Linked DNA regions of Sus scrofa: region 2 is linked to region 1. The links are chromatin contacts, called in public Hi-C maps. All regions are on one chromosome and are shown on one strand. The core of a region is the stretch at or near the end of the contact, and the rest is flanking DNA. Distances in the headings are between cores, read along the strand shown.

The links. Hi-C and Micro-C count contacts between places; a contact is called where the count stands out from the background.
Region 2: a Hi-C map of skeletal muscle shows a contact between it and region 1, with 15 times the contacts expected there. The contact joins the enhancer-like site here to the promoter of RBX1 in region 1. A contact is called at or near these places in 5 of 47 Hi-C or Micro-C datasets (alveolar macrophages, embryonic fibroblasts, fetal liver and 2 more) and 1 of 2 datasets of contacts at active chromatin or transcription factors (alveolar macrophages).

What each region holds. Positions count from the first base shown.
Region 1 is chr5:7,513,446-7,517,279 of Sscrofa11.1, forward strand. It overlaps RBX1 (E3 ubiquitin-protein ligase RBX1), which reads right to left and starts at 1,943. Exons shown (of 5, transcript XM_021091464.1): 1 at 1,784-1,943. The coding sequence starts at 1,861.
Region 2 is chr5:7,417,329-7,421,164 of Sscrofa11.1, forward strand. All of the region lies in intron 2 of LOC110260836, which reads right to left. Among named protein-coding and RNA genes, the nearest start is that of EP300, 25 kb to the left of the region's middle. Within about 2 kb of position 1,548, at least 27 of the 83 cell types and tissues checked have an H3K27ac peak or open chromatin away from gene starts, as enhancers often do. A contact at or near this core is called in alveolar macrophages, retroperitoneal adipose tissue and skeletal muscle, where this site is marked.

The sequences.
Region 1 (3,834 bases), core at 693-3,192:
CCACCAAACAAGAGTTTCTGGATGTTACATGACTCTTTTTTTTAAAATTATATCAGAGAGCATCAGTAGGCTACACGTATGCTTACCCATTCTCTAAACTGTCAACTATATAAACACAAATGAATATCATCTTTTATTTTTTCCTACAGTTTAATTTAGTCAGCCATATCAATATAAATAAATCAGGAATAATTTATAAGTGTCGGTTTTAGGTCTAATAATCACAAACTTGAATTACTGTGCAGGTTCTCCTGGCAGTTGCAAAAGAGCTCAATTTCTGCATAAATACCTGCTCTTCAAGGCAGCTTTTACGCAGGAATGGACAGGTGAAGGCTAGGAAGAGAATGAACTAAGATGTTGATTGGATCATAAAACGGGTAATCGTAGGATAAGCTGGATAACTACCCAGTGTGAGTCCATAGAACAAGGTCATCGCTTAAATCTTATAAGATTATTTCACAACAAACTCTAAAATTCACTGGAATTTCGTATAGTTCCTATCATCAAATAAGCTGATGTTCTCAACTTTTATATGCTCAGACTGTTATATTTAGCTAGGATAATTTCCTTAAGAGTTTATCTAAAAGTGGTATTTCAATAATTCAACCTCTGGCTTCTGCAATAAATATTCCCAAACTCCCTTTCACCCCCTAATTTGGTGACACGTCCCAAACCTTCATCTCCTTCAAACCTAATTTTCAATGTCTAGCAACTTCTTCAACACTTTTCACCGACAGCTTCAACTTGGAGGAAAGAAGAAAAAAAAAATCTTACTTCTATTCTTCAATATGGCTGCTGGCTGTAACTGAGCATGCAGTGCCCACAATGAAACGCCAAAACGCATTAGACGGGGGAATACCGTCAGGGTTTAGCTAGATGTTCCAGGGATAAAATCTTCCCTATTTGGAATCTTCATTTTGGACAGATTTGTTTTATCTAATGTGGGATGGGCACTTTTCTCCCAAACTGCTGGCAAATCACTGTAAGGCATTTCATGCAAAAAGACACGTTCCACATTTCTTCTTTCCCACTTTACCAGGTTGTTCGCAACTTGTATTCAACCCTCCCTACTTGAAACAATACTTGGGCTCCGTTTTCTTTTTAACAAATTCCACCATGCCTTTTTTTTTTTTTTTCGGATGGGGATTCTGGATATGACCGCAGGACTGGGGCGGCTGTGTAACAAATCAACAGACCTTTCAGAAGAGCCAAGAGTTACACTCGAGAAACTAACTCGGCAGGGGCGAGGGCCAGAGAGGGCTAATGGAGGCCTCGATTAGGCGAGGACCAGGTCGAGGTTCCTCAGAGGGACCCCAAGCTTTGGATAGGGGCGGGGCACGGAGATCACTAGCCCGGTCCTCAGAAGCCTCCAATGCGGTAGGACCTCAGGTTCCCGGCTTGGGCCGTACTGTCCCATCCTCCACCCACCGCAGCCCTCGACTCCCCCTTCCACCCGCCCCACCCTCGCCTTCCCCACCCCTCCACCACTCCAGTGACAGCTCAGGCGCTTGGCTCCTGCATCCAAGTCGCAACCCCGCGCATCTCAATAAGCACCTCCGTGATTGGCCCCTCAGCCTCCGAGCGAAACCAACACTGGCACTGACAGTGGGCCGCAGTCACGCCGATCAACCCTAAGACCCGCCTCCCGGCTTCCTTTGGTGGTACCCGGTCCCCGGAACGCCCTGAAATGAAGCCCTTTCCTCCGCGCCTTGGTCATCCTGGGCCTGCCAGCCAGATCCGCGCCTCTCTAGTTTCCCTGAGGAAGGCGCTGGCGAGACCCAACCTTTTTCACTTCAAAGCGCTTCTTGCCCGCGCCGCTGTTGGTGCCGCTCGGGGTATCCACATCCATCGCTGCCGCCATTTTGGAAACACACGATCTGTCGTCTCGTTACTGCGCCTGCGCGCCAGCGCACGTCTCACTCCCCCTCCCGTCCGGACACCTCCTCCCGCACCCCACCCCTCACTGGCGCGCGAGGGGCAAGTGGGGGCGGAGCGTGTGGCCACGCCTCTTAAAGGCGCTGGTGCTGGTTCCCCCCGCCCCCCACTCTACCCCGCGTCGGCTGGGAGGAGGCGGTTGCCGGAGCTGCTGGGGCGGGGCCGGGCGGGGCCGGGCCGACGCGAGAGAGCCGGGTGGAAATGTTCGAAAGGACTCGCTCTCATCGCCCTTCCTCGGGAAGCCCCCGGCCTCACTCCCTCCGCAGGGGCGGCGGCTGTTTCCTCCGCCTCGGCCGCGACCTGCAGCCCGCGCACAGCCTATCCTTCCCCGCCGCCGCGCAGCTCCAGTGCCCGCGGGTCCTCGTCGCGTTCTTCCGGGGAAAGGGCGAGGGTGGGCGTCCCGCCTCCTGCTGCGGAAACCCAAGACCTCACTCTTAGTGGTCTTTCTCAGATCCTGACCCACTTCTGAGCCCGGCCTGAGGTCCTAGCCTCCTTGGGCCATAGCACCTTTCCAGCCAAAGCACCTGTGCTTTCTATCACCTTCCCATTTGTAGACCACCTCTCCACTTTTTTTTCATCTCTAATCTTGCAGAGGTATGACTGCTAGATCACTCTTAAATCTTGTATTGGCTTATTTGAAATCTCGTATCTTCTCTTAAAAGAAAGCTGAAGAGTAATGGATGGTCTTGACTCCACTGTTAAACCAGAAGTAGGGTTTGTTTCCTTGTCTTAATTTTAAACAGGAAAACAAATCTGTGAAAACGCCGCAGCTTTAACCGGAGTAGAGAGAGAAGACTTGTGAGAGACCTTAAAGTTTTAGTAGGAACACTACCAAGTTTTTCTAAGACCAAGTTTTGTTAAATGAATGATTCCATATCAAGAGTTCTGTCATCTAATTTATTGTGTTCCCGCAGGAATACTAGAAACCCATAGTAAATTAAGGTATCGAGGGCATATTTATCCTTCATTCAACACTTTCACTGAATGTAACTATATATATAATATGTATTCATTAACTATGTATTATATATATATAAATATATATGAAATAGGACCTGGGGTCCTATGTATGTATATAGGTCTCATAATGTATATATACCCCAGGTACTATTATAGATGGGAGAGACTGATGAAGGAGTGAAACTTCTGGTAGGGAAGTAACACACAAGTCAACAAATAAATGCTTCAAAAAATCTCAGTAAAGGAATTCCCATTGTGGTTCAGTGGAAGCAAATCTGACCAGCATCCATTAGGACACAGGTTCAATCCCTGGCCTCGCTCAGTGGGTTAAGGATCCGGTGTTGCGGTGTTGCCATGAGCTGTGGTGTAGGTTGCAGACGCAGCTCAGATCCCGCGTTGCTGTGGCTGTGGTGTAGGCCGGTGGCTACAGCTCCGATTCGACCCCTAGCCTGGGCGCCTCCATATGCTTCGAGAGCGGCCCAAGAAATGGCAAACACACACACACACACACACACACACACACACACACACACACACACACACACACACAAAGAGTCCCAGAATGGAAGGACAAAGAGGGCCAGGCATGGGCCAGGCTGAAAAGGTAATTGGTAAAGTAAGTGCTGAAATACTTCTCAAATTTGGCAAGAAACATAAACCTATAGATTTAAGAAACTGAGTAAAAATTGATATGCCGAGACACATCACCATTAAACTTCTAAAAACTAAAGACAAAAAAAAACCTTGAAAGCAGCCAGAGAAAATAACACTACTGAGGAAAATTGATTTGAATGAGTGATTTCTCATCACAAATAATGGAGGCCCAGAAAGAAGTGGCAAAATATTTTTTCAGGATGGAAAAAACAAAATAAACTGTCAACCCAGCTCCTATACCCAATTAAAATATTCTTCAGGAGTTCCCGTTGTGGCTCAGCAGTA
Region 2 (3,836 bases), core at 298-2,797, 97 kb before region 1:
CTATTTAATAGGTATAAGAGTTTCTCTTCGGGATGATGAAAACGCTCTAGAAACGAACAGGGTGATGGTAGCACAACCATGTGATTGTATTTGATGCCCCTAAACACTTAAAAGCTGTTAAAAACATATGTCAAAGCTTTTCAATTTGTACGCTTTAAGTATGGAGTTGGGGGGGGCAAGGATTGAACCCGTGCCATGGCTGTAACCAGAGTGGTAGCAGTAACTACACCAAATCTTTAACCCCCTGAGCCACAAGGCAACTTCTGTGCAGGTTTTTATTTTATTTTATTGCTTTTTTTTTTTTTTAAGGGCTGCATGTACGGCATATGGAAGCTCTGAGGCTAGGGGTCAAATCGGAGCTGCAGCTGTCAGCCTACACCACAGCCATAGCAACGCAGGATCCCAGCCGCTTCTGTGACCTACATCACATCTCAGGGCAGCGTCAGACCCTTAACCCACTGAGCAAGGCCAAGGATTGAACCGGAGTCCTCGTGGATCCTAGTCGGGTTTGTTAACCACTAAGCCATGACGGGAACTCCCTGTGCAGGTTTTTATATGTCAGTTACCCCTTTAGAACACTATTAAACATGCATACATAATTGCATTAACACAGGAATAAACAATATTAAAAATAAATGTTTTTTTAAATGTCTTACTTTGGATGCTAAATTAAATGGTCACTCTCTATATATTCTTATCTCCATTTATAAATCGTGCTCATCTGTTCCCTAATAGAGAGATCCCTAGGAGTTCTCCCGCGGTGCAGTGTGTTAAGGACCTGGCATTGCCACTGCAGCATCTTGGGTCACTGCTGTGGTGTGGGTTCGATCCCCCTGGCCCAAGAACTTCCACATGCCAAGGGTGCAGCCAAAAAACCACAAAAAGAAACAACGCCTCAAATCCCACTGTGTCCAGTTCAAAGTCCATAACCAAATCCTTTAACTATCCACAGGGTCCAGATATAGGTGCAATCTATAAAGTAAAAGACAAACTATCTTTAAATAGGTGCTAGTAGAGTAGGAACAAGAGAATCACAATAAAAAGGACTGTTCTGGAGTTCCCATCATAGCGCAGCAGAAACGAATCCAAATAGGAACCATGATGTTTCGGGTTCCATCCCTGGCCTTGCTCAGTGGGTTAAGGATCTGGTGTTGCCGTGAGCTATGGTGTAGGTTGCAGACGAGGCTCGGATCTGGTACGGTTGGGGCATAGACTGGCAGCTATAGCTTCAATTGGACCCCTAACCTGGGAACCTCCATATGCCATGAGTGTGGCCCTAAAAAGCAAAAAATAAAATAAAATAAAATAAAGTGTTGGTCCACTGTCCCCAGTAACGTCCTCTGACCCGGAGCAGTGAAGATCCCCTTCTCTTCAGCAGATCAGTTCCTAAGTGCACCTGTCTGACAACCCCCAGCTCTGCCGTCAGGGAGAGTCTTCCTTTTCCGTTACCCCCTATGGACCCAGGAGAGGTGGGTGTGGGGGAGATGGGCCACTGGGACCCACGCAGTTTGCAGGGCCTGCTTCCTCCTGGTGTATTTTTGGCGCCTGGAAATGGCTTCGGGGTTGTGTAGTCACACATTATTTTTCAGGCCAAGTTGGTGGTTTCTTTGGCAATACAGTAGTCCCCTCTAGCCCATAGTTTCAGTTTCGCTTTCACTTTACCCTGTTTCTATTACCCAAGGTCACACACAGTCCGAAAATATTAAAATAGAAAATTCCAGAAATAAACAATTGATAAGTTTGAACTTGCACACCGTTCTGCATCTGCAAGGAAATCTTGCCCGGTCTCCCTTGTCCCTCCAGGGACATGAATCATCTGTCTGTCCAGTGTCTCCTCACTGGACATACTTCCTGCCCCTCAGACATTTAGTAGCCTTGGGTGATCAGATCGACACTGGCCATATCTTAGGGCTCGTGTTCAGGTAACTCTTTTTTTCTTCTTTAAAAAGGCCGCGCCTGCAGCATAGGTAAGTTCCCTGGCCAGGGATCAACCTCACACCCCAGCAGCGACGCCAGCAGCTGCAGTGATGATGCTGCCAGAGCCTTAACCCACTGTGGGACAAGAGAACTCCCAGGTAACTCTTTTTTTTTTTACTTAACAATGGCCCCAAAGCGCAAGAGCAGTGATGCTGGAAAATGACAGTATATATAGGTTTCATTACTTGTCAGACGATGGGGGGAGGACTGTTTAATTCTTTCGAACTCGTAGCAGCCCTTCCAGATGATGTGCTTCACGTGCAAATGACCTCAGCCAGAGATGTCACCTAGAAGTAACTTCAGCCTGGACACTTGGTCGTCTGCAAAGGTGCCTCTGTGCTGCACCTAAGGACAGCCACCTTCAGTCTCTCTCTCTCTAAAACAGGGTGGGAAGGCAAATACCTTAATCCCTTTTCTGCCTTCAGGCTCATGGCCTCTGGGGGAAAGTTAGTCTTATCGCTCAAGATGGCTCCGAAGCCACTCCTAATTGCTTAGGTCTGAAATACCGAAGCAGATGGCTTCTTTCAGTCCCCACAGTCCTTGTGTTAGGGAACTCTTGGGCAATTTGGTTGCAGGCCGCCAGCGAGGACATTCCTTTCTATTTCTGCTGAAGACGAGCGCTCCAGTCTGTGCCTGGCTCTCTGAAGACTCCTGAAAGCAGCCAACAGCACCCAACACACTCGACGGCGAAATGTTCCCTGCTGGTTCTCCAGCATGCCTGCCCTGTGTGGAGCTTGCCCTTCGAGGGCAGCTGGCACGTGTGACCCATTCGTGTGCTGTGAAGACCAGTGGATCGCAGCTTTTTTTTTTTCTTTTTAGGCCCGCAACCGAGGCATTTGCAAGTTCTTAGGCTGGGGGTCAAATCGGAGCTGTAGCTGCCAGCCTACACCACTGCCACAGCAAGGCCAGATCTTAGCCGCATCTGTGAGCTGTGGCAATGCCAGATCCTTCACCCACTGAGCGAGGCCAGGGATTGAAACCTCATCCTCATGGATCCTATTAGGGTTCTTAGCCTGCTGAGCCACAACAGGCATTTTATCTCTCTCTCTCTTTTTTTTTTTTTTAATGAGGTAGACTAGAATCGAAAATATTTGATGCATAAAAAAAAAAAAAAAAAAAGAAAAGAAAAGAAAAAAAGAAAATATCCAATGCAGCCCAGGGCAGGAATAGAAGTTTTACTCCACGAAATTCCTTGCTCAGCTGCTTCCAGCTCCCTAGATCACCCTCCATTGCTAATGCGTGGCCTTCAGCCTCAGGCACCAAGTCAGTATCTGCAAGCCAGGCAGACGCTGGGGAGAGATGAAGAAGCAAGCGAAGAATATACCAAGAGCCTTTTTTTCTGTCCCCAGAAACTGCCATGTAAATACTTCTACTTATGTACCATCAGCAAGTGTTTAGACACATGGCCACATCTAGTGCAAGGAGGGTGAGAGATTTTAATTTTATTTTGGGTGACTGTGTGCCCACTTAGTTATATTGCAATAGCAAAAATGGAGGGAGGATGCTAATTATAAGCCAACTAATAGCTACACATAGGATACCTGCGTGTAAAGTCAAGACATCATGAGTGGTAAGCAATTTTTTCTTTTCTTTTTAAAATATGTTATTTATTTATTGCTTTTTTAGGGCTGCACCCGAAGCATGTGGAAGTTCCCGGGCTAGGGGTTGAATCAGAGCTACAGCCACAGCAACTCAGGATTCAAGCCATATCTGCGACCTACAATACAGCTCATGACGATGCCGGATCCCTGACCCACTGAGCGAGACCAGGGATCGAACCCAAATCCTCATGGATACTAGTTGGATTCATTTCCGCTGCGCCACAACGTGGACTCCTCTATTTCTTTTTTAACCAATGA